2 separate regions of the Bombyx mori genome follow, and region 2 is linked to region 1. The links are chromatin contacts, called in public Hi-C maps. All regions are on one chromosome and are shown on one strand. The core of a region is the stretch at or near the end of the contact, and the rest is flanking DNA. Distances in the headings are between cores, read along the strand shown.

Region 1 (6,571 bases), core at 2,819-5,318:
CTATTTTTATGTAATATTTTAATCACGGCCACCTGTATTTTCCCCACCGATTCCTATATATTCCTGTTACGTATTTTTCAAAACGATGACAGAATTTAAAAAAAACAGCATTTGGAAGCATAAATTAACGTTACATTAGTGAAATGCATCTAAAATTTAGTTATACCCTTACAATTAACCTATCGTATCGTCAAATTCACGAGGTCTTTGGATTTTTTAGAACTTTATTAATAATGCCCAATGAAGTACCTATTATTCAATATGAAGCTTGATACTAAATTGTGATTGTCGCAATACTTTATTACACCGAAATGCTGACCGACATATGCATATTTCTTAATCCAGCGTGTATTCAATTAGGTAATAATAATTAAGTAATACTACTAAACGACTATTTATTTTAAAAGAGAATTATATAGATTATATAGAAATATATAGAAACGGCCGTCTGGTGTAGTGGTAAGTGACATGGTCACTACACAAGGGGGTCGCGGGTTCGAATCCCGCCAAGAGAAGATATTTGTATGATAAATATAAATGTCTTTTCCAGGGTTATGGATGTATATTAAATATATGTATGTGTATAATAAAAATCTTATATTTATTTCCGTTATCTGGTACCTGTAACACAAGTTCTTTACGAACTTATCACGAGACCAGTTAACGTGGCGTGATTGTTAGTAAATATTTATATTTATATTTTATTTTTTTATTTTATATTTTAAACATTTCACTTACAAATAAATAGTGTATGTTTAATTGAAACTACGAGTATGTCTAATAATTTCGTACTCTGTAATTTGGTGTTTGGTTAGACAATCATGTTAATCATTTGTCATGATTATGACGATAATCTTACCTTAGTTAGAGACATTTTATAATTCAGTCTTACAAATAAGCAATTATGTTTTAAACCCCCAAAAATAACTAAAATTTTACGACTTATAAGTTCGATGCTTTGAACATAGTCACAGAAGTCTGCTCGGACTGACATTAGCCAATCAGTAAAGCAAGGACAAAATAAAATCGTAAAACTGTTTTTAATTAATAATCTCTATAATTCGTGAAAGTCTACCAAAATAAAAATAAAAAATTTTTTGACGACTTTTATTTACATCAAATTGCGATACAACAAATAAATATCTGCATAGATACCCCGATTTAATTTCAGATGAAGGTCAAAATATCTGACGTACATTATGCAGTGCTCTGTATGACCTTTGTTTATGGACACTCATTGTTTTTTTTTTCGACGAAATCCTTGTGAATAATGAAATGTGTCCTTAATAAATACATTTGTTTAAACAAAGCTGAATAGAAAATGTGGTTGCAATATTGAAGGTTAAAAAGAATTACTCATAACTACATTTGAAAATTAGTCTTCATCGATTAATAGATTTGCAAAGATAAGAGACAAAAAAAAAACATATTAAAATTAATTCGAACGCCTCAATTATTATAAAATTGTATAATAACAAAATAAACATATATATGACCCGAAATAAAAATTTCCTTGTTTTTCATTCGTCGTTGAATGAAATAGAATTATTTTAACTTAAGATTCCTATTACGTAAATTCATAATGTACATATTATTATACATGCTTGTGTCGTGTTAGCATATTCTGCAACTTTATCATGTTACACGCGCAATGGTTTATGTGCAACAAAGACATTGTGTTCCACAGATAATAAGCATTTCTCGTCAATGTTGTATCAAGATAAAGTTGTTACGGTCTGAGATAAACAACATTAGAACGCATGTCGTATTTTCTTCTGGCGATTTACCAGAAATTGTTCCTCACATTTCGGTTATTTATAGAAAGACAAACATCGAAAATTGCATTTCGGTGCAAGTACTTTTTAACTTTACACGTTCTTTTTACACACACTGTTTCAATTAAACATATATTTTTGTTGCACTACATGAACGTTATGTTTTAAAAGTAATGACGTAACCATTGTGTACATATAAATCGATGCCTCCAATGAACACTACGCTAACTCCAAATTCGTAGATTTACAGGAGGAGCATTTAAACGAAAAAAGTTGATAAAATATTTATTATTGCAGATATATTTATGGTTTTTTTGTGTAGCTAGCTGATTTACTCTTGCTTTGAACCCCATTAATAATGATTAATTGTAATACTTTTAACACCGTGAAGCGATTTGCGTGTAAAACGAAAATTTCAAAATTTTGAGTTAGAGTAGTGTTCATTGGAGGCATCGAAATATAAGGGAGAGAAAGATAGAGAAAGAGAGAAAGAGAGAGAAAGAGATAGGGGTCTTATCGCCAAAAGCGATCTCTTCCAAAGAACAGACAGAAATTCTAAAGATACAGCAGGTATATTGCGGTGTACTATTAACAATATCTAAAGAGTGTGTTTTATCAATATAGACCAAACCATTACTAAAATTAAAGCATTACTAAAGAAAATACATATATGTATACAATAAATAGATACATATATGTATTTCTACGTTTTACATTATAATATGGAATCACTAAATGAATAAATTTACTACTAAAATTGATTTTAAACAATATTTTTAAACCATTAAACACCTGTAATAAAAATATAGGAGGAATAGGCAATTATTGTATATTCTAAAATACCTATTTGATATGGAGAATATAACTTTCTGTACTGTAAATATAATGTCTTTAGTCCTTAGATAGGAAATTTTAATCTTTTATTGTATTTCCGCTCTTTAAGCAGCCCTATATGGTCACATAGTCCTTAAAGGCTCCGGGTTGTCAAGCACAATACATATTTCCGTTTATCAATAATTAAGTGTGTAGTGGATTACTTCAAATTTGTTTTTTTTTCATAATGATTGCTTTACTAGTTTTATCGGGATTACCTGATAACATTTTTAGTTATTTATAAATACACTAATAAATTATAAAAATGTTTTCACAGCCATTATAATTTGGTACAATTACGTTTACGGATGTGTAAAAATTTTCTAAGCTATGTAATATTTTTACGAACTAAAAAGTACATGATAAAGCTTTTTAGTAACGCCTATTAAATGATATTATATTCCTTGGGAAACTTCTGTGGATATAATAATATAATTACGTAAATTCTTTATCCCACTATAATCCTCAATATTAGCTAATTTATAAAAATATTAACTATACTGAGACCTTAAACTCGAGGTGGGTGGCGCATTTACGTTGTAGATGTCTATGGGCTCCAGTAACCACTTAACATCAGGTGGGCTGTGAGCTCGTCCATCCATCTAAGCAATAAAAAAAAAATATTTTATTTCTCAATTTTTACTACTACATATGTGTCAATTTTGTAATTTTGATTTCGAAAGATTGTTAGATTCATTCTTGATTGAACACGTTTCTTCTTATTATTTCTTTGATTTGTAAATAATTGAAAATATTATCTATTAAGCTGATAATAAATTTTAGTGCGTACTTAATTATTTTGGTACATCTTGCCTATATCTGCCGTAAAGCAATCAAACCCGATTAGAAAAACTAGTCTGAAAAGCTGTTGAAATTTTAATGTTGTGTTACAATGATAATTGGGTATAGGTACTATGGTTTGACTGTCCATCTTTACTAATAGGGACGTCCGACACTATACTATAATATGTATTTACAATAATTTCTTCTAACTAATATTTTCTTCTTAGTCGGTCTTGTCATAGTGGTCGTGGTTACGCTGATGATGTAAATGCAGTACTATGTATGTACGCAGTATGTAGTTATTATGTATTAATTAACCATTTCCTTATATTTAAATATAAACAATTATAATAGTTATCCTATATTCCTTGAACCTAGCTTTTTTCGTTTCCTGCCCTTTACTTAAATGTTTTTTTTTTCTATTTAGTTGTCACTTATCTGAATAAATATTACCTTTAACCATACATGAGATAAACAATAAATAAATATTATAGTAATGAATTGACCGATAAAAATACGGGCTCGTCTTTCAAACAGGAGAGGTCGGATAATATTACTTCAAGGTCTGTTGACGGGCTGACCTCGGCGTATCGGTCGCGGAGGACAGACGGTCGCAAATATTTGCGCGCGCGAGAGGCGAGCGCGGTAGCAGCGGGGGGCGGCGGGGCGGGTGACCTTGCCGACGTCTGCCGCGCGACCTTGATCTTGAGACGACCGCGACACTGGCGCCCTCACTGCTCAACGTATCTGACATAGACTCCCTTTCCTGCCTAACCTTATACTATTTCAATCAGTAGCAATCATATGCAATTAATTATTTAAATACATAAAAAAAATCAATTAAGAAATACGCGCCGATAGTTATTGCAATATGAATCTTCTCGATTACATCTAGATCTGACCTCGCTTTTGCTTCTCTATTCCTCCACTTCATTTATGATTTCATAATTATTATTATTTTGGAATACATATTGGGTAGTGTGTGTAAATTAAAATCGTTGCATTCGGAACGTATTGATAATGAGTAACAGGAAACAGTAATAAAAATGAAGTCACATCTAACCTTACAAATAAAACGAAACATTTCAGAATAATTTTCGAAGACTTTTTAACGTTTAACGTATGGTACACAACGAGTCTTAAAATATCTGAGTTAATAGTTCTTAGTATTAAACCAAAGAGATATTAAATATATTTCATTTACAGCTATCAAGACAATAGTAGATATATCAACAGATTATCTGATGCACTAACAAACAACCACTTACAAATATTATACAGTGTGAAAAGAAAGAACTGTAGTTATAAATAACTATATATAAACTAGTACTTGCCCAAAATACTTTCGGTTTGTCGAATCGTAATCAATCCTTGTAGTGGGGCTTTGTAAACGAGATTTGGCTGTGCAGTCGGTTTAATGAATATGATTAGTTTTTGCATGTAGTAATCAAAATTCGCTTATGATCCAGCGATACCGTGCGAGTATTAAAAGCGAATAGTCGCTGATTCCGCTATAGATATTCTTTGTTCTGCAGTCGTATTTTATTTTTATTACGAAACTTAAAACTTATACTCAAATGTTAACTCAATATTTATATGTGAAAATTAATTTTCGTGGTTCTTTCTACCTTCGTTGCAATGAGGATAAGTTTTAAATGCGTTGCGTGCTCCAAATACGGGAAATATCGAGACGCTCCAATAGAATGTTTGAAACTGCAGGCTTCTAATTTACATATCAAGTCTCACTTAAAAAAAGTTTACAGCAGTAGATATTTGTAACCCAATGTCAAGGATGCCGATTCAGATCCAGAAGACTCGAGATGCCGATATAAGATACCGTCAACGAACGCGAATCCAATGGGACCACTAAACAACAGTCCAAAGAGGCGATTAAAGCATGATAATTTACAATAACCATTAATTATTACTAATTATTCAGGTGCGCTACTTATGGATAATAGCCTTGACATCGTTGCTTAAGTCTTTCAATACGGTTTCGAAGATTAATGCACACGTAATAAACGACCTATCGCAACCTTACACATATGCACTATACTACACAAAATGATAAAGTATTAAAAGAGGCCTGCTCTTGGAACGTAAGTGGGGTAATGGGACCCACTGAGACACCAATCAAATTCAAATAACAGGTAGCAATTTTTATAATAAAACTAGCTGACCCGGCAGAATTCGTAGTGCCTCAATCGATAAAAAAAAAGTCCTGAATTTTATTTAATTCCGAGCATTTTCATATTTATGTACCTTTTAAACCTTCTCTGGACTTCCACAAATAATTCAAGACCAAAATTAGGCAAATCGGTCCAGCCGTTCTCGAGTTTTAGCGAGACTAACGAACAGCAAATAATTTTTATATATATAGCAGATACATACTAAATATGTGTTGGATATTGACATTCACAATTAAGGAATAATATCATCTACTTAATAAAATAAATTCCACAAATGTTGGGTGATTAGCTGACACTCGAGTTGTTGGTTGCTCGAAAAGAACCTACTTCTGCAGCAAAACTATCGTGCGTTTGAATTTAAAGTGGGACAGATGCTACATTTATTTATTTGGAACCTTATGTCTTTCCACCTTATGTCTCAAGGTGAGCGATAATCGTTTTGTAACGTCTATTAACTGTGTCTATTGACGACTGTTTGACATCAGGTGGACCGAGAGTATCATCTGCCAAAAAACACACGTGTGCAGTTCACACGCGGTATAAATGAAAGCTTTAGAGTATGCTACCTCGCCGGATCTTCTCAGCGGGTCGCGATTCCGATCCGGTAGTAGATTTATTCGCGAAGCTATTGCTCTCGAGCTGTTAGGTCTCCTTCGGAAGCGCTCGGGCTATTGTTAGCAAATCCCACCCCTCCTGGCTGAGCCTTTGCTCGCCCACCTGTCCTGGTGAAACTGGAAAGGCCTCGGGGCCACCAGTAATCTTTCAATCATAAAAAAAAAATATGCTACCTAGCTTATAGACACAACACACTAAGTTTCTCCCCGAATCTCCTCAGTGGGCCGCTATTTATACCCGGTGGTAGATTGACCAAAGCACTGCTCTTGCTAGGTCTAGTCTTAATAAGTCCTCTTAAGCCGAGTCTCGTGAGCTCACCTACCAATCCATGCGGAG
Region 2 (6,571 bases), core at 1,756-4,255, 49 kb before region 1:
TGGAGCTGAGACCTGACCGGTTTGATTACGATACAGAAACATGAAATTTCCCTAAAACCTGCGAATTCAAATCAGTAACCTCATAGGTAGTAGGACTAACGATATTACTAATCTGGTAGGGTCCGTCACGCTTAGGCATGAACTTCTTCGTTCTACCTTTGGCGGCATCACTTAACAAGTGCGTAGAGAGAAGGACTAGATCACCTACTTGGTAACTGGGACCAGAGAACTGAATTTTGTCGGTTTGCTACTTCCTATCATCCTGATGATGTTCAGCGTAAGGCATTGGGGCTCCCCCTGGTCTGAAGACATCCTCGTTGCACTGCAGAAAAGAAGCTAGGCGGTTAACGCTCTGGAGGACACAGCATAGTTCCCTCGTCTTCTCTTAAGAAATCAGCAGCAGAACAAGGCGTGAGGTCACTAGGGTACTCGAACTCCAATGGAAAAACTCGTTCAGAACCATGGTAGCGCCATGTCGAAGTATGGAAGTCGATGGCTAAACCAGCTGCTACTAAAAAGTCTACACCCAATAATGTGTCATTATCCTGGGCGTCCGGAAATACGACAAATTCCATGGGAATAACTTTACACGGTAATAACTTCACGTCAAGTGTCGTTGTCAGCATTTGTCGTGTTTGCATTGAACCATCGGCGAGCTTAACACGCATAGAACTACGCACAAAAGGTTGATTGTGCTGTTGCAGTAGGGTGTAGAGCGAAGAACCGGCAACAGTTCGCTTGGCTGCGGTGTCGATTAAACCCCTACCTCGGATTCCTAAAATCTCTATACCTAAAATAGGTCGTCGCGCGTTGCCATTTTGCGAAGAAGTTACAGACGAAAAGGTGACAAAACTATCACAATTAAAATTTGTGGTCCCTTTAACCGGTGCACAACTTTCCAGGTTGTGTCCTGAAAAAATTTTGGTCACCCTACTTTTATTATCGAATTTCTGGTTTTGTCCTGAAAAAATCATGGTCGCCCTAGTTGGTAACGGACCACGTGATGGACACTGACGAGAACGTTTCGTTTTCCATTTATGTCTATTATTTACGACGCACTGATTAACACAAAATTCCCTAGGAGATACTGATTTCAATTCGCTAGGTACATGAGTGCGGTTAAAACACTCCCCCTGCTTAACAGGACGAGATAAGTATGTAAACAAAGGCGTATCATCGGAACGCGGCAAATTTGAAACAATTTGTTTATCAACACGTTTATGGGACGAGTTTACATTACATTTACGGGCAAAATTATTATTTACGGGGGGTGTACTTACATTATTACATGATACCAAACTTATCTGAGCAGTGTGTAGCGATGAATTAACATAATTTGGGCGCTCGGTATGAACACTACTGGATAAAAACAAGTCAGGTACAGCCCCAGTAAAAACCATAGGTAAACTTGCCAAATTACTCACCTGGGCGGACGGCTTACCAACAGCTGATGTCTCAGCGGTCGTTGTACCTCGCGATCGCGTTCGCGGTATTTGAATAAAATCGACCGCGCTAAAATTTGAACTACATTTGGAACAATTAGAACGTATGACTCCGCTCGCGCCGCAACCGTAACATTTAATATTATTTACTTTACTAACTACGTTATCGTTACTGTCATTCGCGGTTTGTTTTAATAACAATTTACGACACTGATCACGCGTATGACCGTAACTTTTACAATAAACACAGTATCGACGTTTCTCGGGTTTTTCGGCGGTCGGAGTGGCGTCGGCGTTATCGCCTGACGAACGTTGGCGCGGGGAAACTTCTACAGCGGCCGTAGGTACACGCTGCGTTGCAGGCCGCGGCGGCTCGAGTCGAGCGCGGGCGGCGGCGGCACCCTTTGATGTCTCGGCGACGGCGTTTGAAGTATGCGCTTCTTTCGTAGAATCCTCAATACTTCGTGCTTTTTGCAGGAGAACATTGAAACTGGTGATTTCCTCTCTACGAAGGCGTTTACGAATTTTATGATGCAGTAATCCGTATATCATATCAAGCTCCACTTTTTCACATAGGTCGCCTCGAGGTAGCTTCGCGAGGAGTGCTCGAGCCCTGGCGACAAACAGATCGGTTTTCTCCATAGGCTGCTGGCCGTCTGCGAATAGGTCGACATAAATTCTGTGGGGTGGGCGGCGATCACCAAAAGCACTTCGTAGATTTGAGATGACGTCTTCCCATGTAGAAACTTGATGCTTGATACCCTGCCACCAGGTAGCGGCGGTGTGTGTAAGCAACATGGAGATGCCTTTTACGGCTACGTCATCGGGAACATTGGCGGCGTCTCTGTACGATTCTATTGCGTCGATAAAACCTTCTACTGACTCGTCTGCGCGTCCGCTGAATACAGATTTGCAGCGGCTGAAGTTGTTGGCGGGCCGATGGTCGAATGTAGGAGTCGCCGACTGCCTGACGCTATCTAACAGCTCCCGGAACGCGTCTAGCTGCGTTCGTTGAAGGGTGTCGATCAGCATGGTGATGTCTTCCGGGCGGAAGCAAACACTGGCGGGCGGCGCGTCACTCGACGGCGCGTGGGGCGGCGACGCGGCTCTCGCGTCGCGCTCCTCGGAATTGGGCATCTTCTTCGGCGGCATTATTTAACGACGGTTTAGTCGGTAAAGTCAGGAAAACACAAATCGTTCATGTAGGCACAATACTTTCATATATCACTTCACAGCTAAACGTTCGGGCGCCATTTTTAACACTACAAGTCCGACTGGCGGGCTTTTGTGAGTTTTCGTGAGTTCGTTGTTCCGGGCTGTTGGCGAAGATGATATATAAATAATGTTTACACTGATTTGGTATGAGGTTTTAATATAAAAAGCGACACAATAACTAACAAAATACAAAATGAGTTGAGAATCGAACAGTTACACTAAGACTCGCAATATCTTACTGGTCGTCGTCGCGCGCGCTGAGGGCGTGTGTTTTCGCGCTCAGAGAGCTCTGTCTCAGCGGGCGGTAAGGCGGCGGCGGGGGCGGTATCGCACGTTCGGAAATTACGTTCCGTTATAGAATCTAATTAGAATTTTAGTTGGCTGCACTAGTGATGATGACAGATAAAAGTAATGTGTCAATCAATAGTTCTAGTAAATTACAAGAAAAAAAAACTACAAAAGATATTCTGGATTAAAATCCTGATTAGACAATAAAACCCGCACACGTGTTATAAAGAGATCCTAATCTACATTTTAGCACTGATATAACATTGTCACATGCTCGAAGGAATCAGTGGCCTTCCACTGGTGCGATCCGATGTGATCCCTTGATTACAACAAGGTATTAATTACATTATTGTACATAAAAAAATATATTTCACTATTAACTAATTCGAGTAAGCACATATTAATGACACTTTTTAACTTATTTCTGTGTACCTTAATAGTCTATCTCATTATGGAGGAGTAATAAGTGGATTATTCTCGTAAAAAAGACAAAATATACGCTGACTTAAAAGGCCGTCTATTAACGGCTGTATCCTACAATTACATTAATGGAATATTAGGGTAGTATGTCATTTTTTCTTCGTATTCGAATGAGTTTTCTTACAAAATATTTAAACATTGCTTCTTGGTGTGTATAAACACAACCCACTGAGTTTCTCACCGGATCTTCTCAATGGGTCCCGATTCTGATCCTGTGGTAGATTCAGCAAAGCACTGCTCTTTGTAAGTATTAAGAAGACCTCCCAGGTTTAGCGCCGTGAGCAGCTTTTATGAAATGTATTGTAATAATACATGTGAGGTATTTTTAGATTACATTTCAAGAGTAAAAAGCATCTTTCCTTTTCTTGTCAATTGTTAATAATAAATTAAGCACTTGACGATAATTTAAGTTTCTCACAATTTATTAAAATGTCAAAACTGTTCAAGACTTCTTCAACTGCTAGATTAGCATATAGAAATAAAAAAAATTATTAACTGTTTGACTATATCTTTTGAAGATATATTACGCTCTTCGAGAATATTCGATCATGGCGACGACGTATATATATATACCACTAGTGTTAAAGTATGACATTTTTGTAGATGTAAGAGGACCATTTCCAGTGTCGGAAATATAATAAACAAGGGATTATAAGTATTTTAAATGGAATTCCTGTTGACGCGGGTCGCTTTAGACGCTTATACGGGATAGACAAAGACGGCTTTTGTATTGTATCACCTTATAACGAATTTTCTTCGCGATTAAGGATTTGTTCTTACTCGAACAATAGGTAGTGTCATCACATTACAGGGTAGAGGGTTAAATGTGTCTACAGTGGCCTGGGGACGTCATTCATATAGAAAATGCACAAGAGTGGGTACAGAGAGCCTCCTTGAGAGAAAGCTTGGGAACCAAAACACCGCCATTTATCGTATATTGACGTTAACTCTGTTTTTTTTCAATTTAAAATTTAATACCTCCTTTGACCAATAAGCATTGTTTTAAGTTAAGCCATAACATTAATATTACGTTTACTACATAATATGATCTCCATGACTTTATTGCGCTTCCTTAGGCAATGAAAATCGGAATGAATGGAACGTTGCTTATATTGCATTTCTGTCAGGAGGTTTTTTATTTATTGCTTATATGGGTGGACCAGCTCACAGCCCACCTGGTGATGAGTGGTTACTGGAGCCCATTGACATCTACAACGTAAATGCGCCACCCACCTTGAGATATAAGTTCTAAGATCTCAAATATTAGTTACATGTACAATACAATGTAACTAAGGAGATTTTCCACAGTTTCAAACTCGTTTCATCCCTTTAGGACGGCTTATAAAATGGCCCCTATTGTTTCGCTGCCCATGCGGGTTTATACCATTTTTCTAATGAAATACGTACTCAACAAATTCTCACGATTGACATCCCCGGTGAAGGAATAACATCGTGTAATAAAAATCAAACCCGCAAAATTATAATTTGCGTAATTACTAGTGGCAGGACCTCTTGTGAGTCCGCACGGGTAGGTACCACCACCCTGCCTATTTCTGCCGTGAAGCAAGTAATGCGTTTCGGTTTGAAGGGCGGGGCAGTCGTTGTAACTATACTGAGACCTTAGAGCTGATATCTCAAGGTGGGTGGCGCATTTACGTCGTAGATGTCTATGGGCTCCAGTAATCACTTAACACCAAGTGGGCTGTGAGCTCGTCCACCCATTTAAGTAACAAAAAAGTGCACGTTAAATGATGCTGATTGCGACACATGGAACGTTCAAGATTTTTCCGATAGAAAACTGCGTCGCAAAACAACTGAGATGAGCTTGTTGTTATTATAGGAAGGCCCGGGCAACGTTTATTGACCGGGTGCAATGCGCATGGCACAACGCCCGCGCCTTGCACTTGACTTGTCCGTACGGTGCATCGGCCGCCCGTGCACTCCACGCGCCCCCACCGCTGGAATCACCCTCCGCAGACCCCACACTCACCTTCCAATCTCCCCAGCTTTATACATCTACTATTATCTACGTTATATCCAAACCTCCGACTGTTGTTTTGTTTCCCGGTAATATCAACGCAATTGTAATGAATTTTTAAAAACCCTTATCGAGATTTTCAATTCAGCTTCAAACACGTAACCAGTTTTATGAATAAAAAAATTAATACTATGTTTACAAAAAAAAAAAAAAATTGTTAACATTTGAACTTTCCTCCTATTTCCACTTACCATCCACACTGTGGATGACGAACAGAACAACAAAATTTTAGAGACTTGCGCAATATTTAATAAAAATATCCGAAGGCCATCTTTGGTCAAGGTTACATACCCGACACGTTTCAGCTGATAAGACAACAATGCTAAGAATTGCGATTGTAAGCTATCGAGTCGCGGATACATATCGAAAAACTATATAGGTATTTATCAAACCATCTGGTCACGATGTCCTTGATAAATTTAATCATAAATTTGAGGGTAGTCGAAAATACCGATAAGACGAGCACCAAGGTTATGCTTCAAACATATGCAGACTGCATACGTTCAATGTTCAATGTGGAATTGTCTCTTTGAATCTTTATTAAAAATTACAAAAGGGTCAGATGATCTCATACATACATGTCTCGCTACATTCTATTGAAATTGAAACTTCAGGAAGGCGCAGCTTTGTCATTTACCCTGTAGTTATAGGACTCTTTTTTTTCTCTATAGTAGGCTCATAATGTTACATAATGTTTATATAAAACCTGGAATCGATATAAAATACTTTATTTATTACAGTACGCAGGTGCCATTTCCCGTAACCCTGCTTGATCTCTTCCACGAATTATTTCAAAGCACTTAAGTAGTTTGTACAGCTATCATCGAAACGATTCGTTAAAATTCATTAAAAATAATTTCGATTCTAGTATTTTTTATTACCCGTGCTTGTTCCACATGCATAGATATCGTTATATCCGGTTGGCTTCTGTAAATTAGTCTGATTTTAAATATACACTATTACACTGTATTGAGACACAGATTTTAAGATTCATTAACCTTGATTAGTTTAAGTTTGAGAGCTGACGGAATGTGAACTTTTTTGTAGAACTCGAAAGGATTAATGTATGTAATGAACATGGCGGCTTCATTAAATTACAATTTATGAA

The links. A called contact is a pair of places that touch in the nucleus more often than the background predicts.
Region 2: a Hi-C map of whole pupa shows a contact between it and region 1, with 4 times the contacts expected there. The contact joins the promoter of LOC134199506 here to the enhancer-like site in region 1. A contact is called at or near these places in 3 of 7 Hi-C or Micro-C datasets (midgut and whole pupa).

What each region holds. Positions count from the first base shown.
Region 1 is chr10:7,787,463-7,794,033 of ASM3026992v2, reverse strand. No RefSeq gene overlaps it. Among protein-coding and RNA genes, the nearest start is that of LOC134199507, 8.3 kb to the right of the region's middle. Within about 2 kb of position 4,068, at least 7 of the 8 cell types and tissues checked have open chromatin away from gene starts, as enhancers often do.
Region 2 is chr10:7,835,130-7,841,700 of ASM3026992v2, reverse strand. LOC134199506 reads right to left here and starts at 3,005. Exons shown (of 2, transcript XM_062670562.1): 1 at 1,425-3,005; 2 at 1-12. The coding sequence starts at 2,594.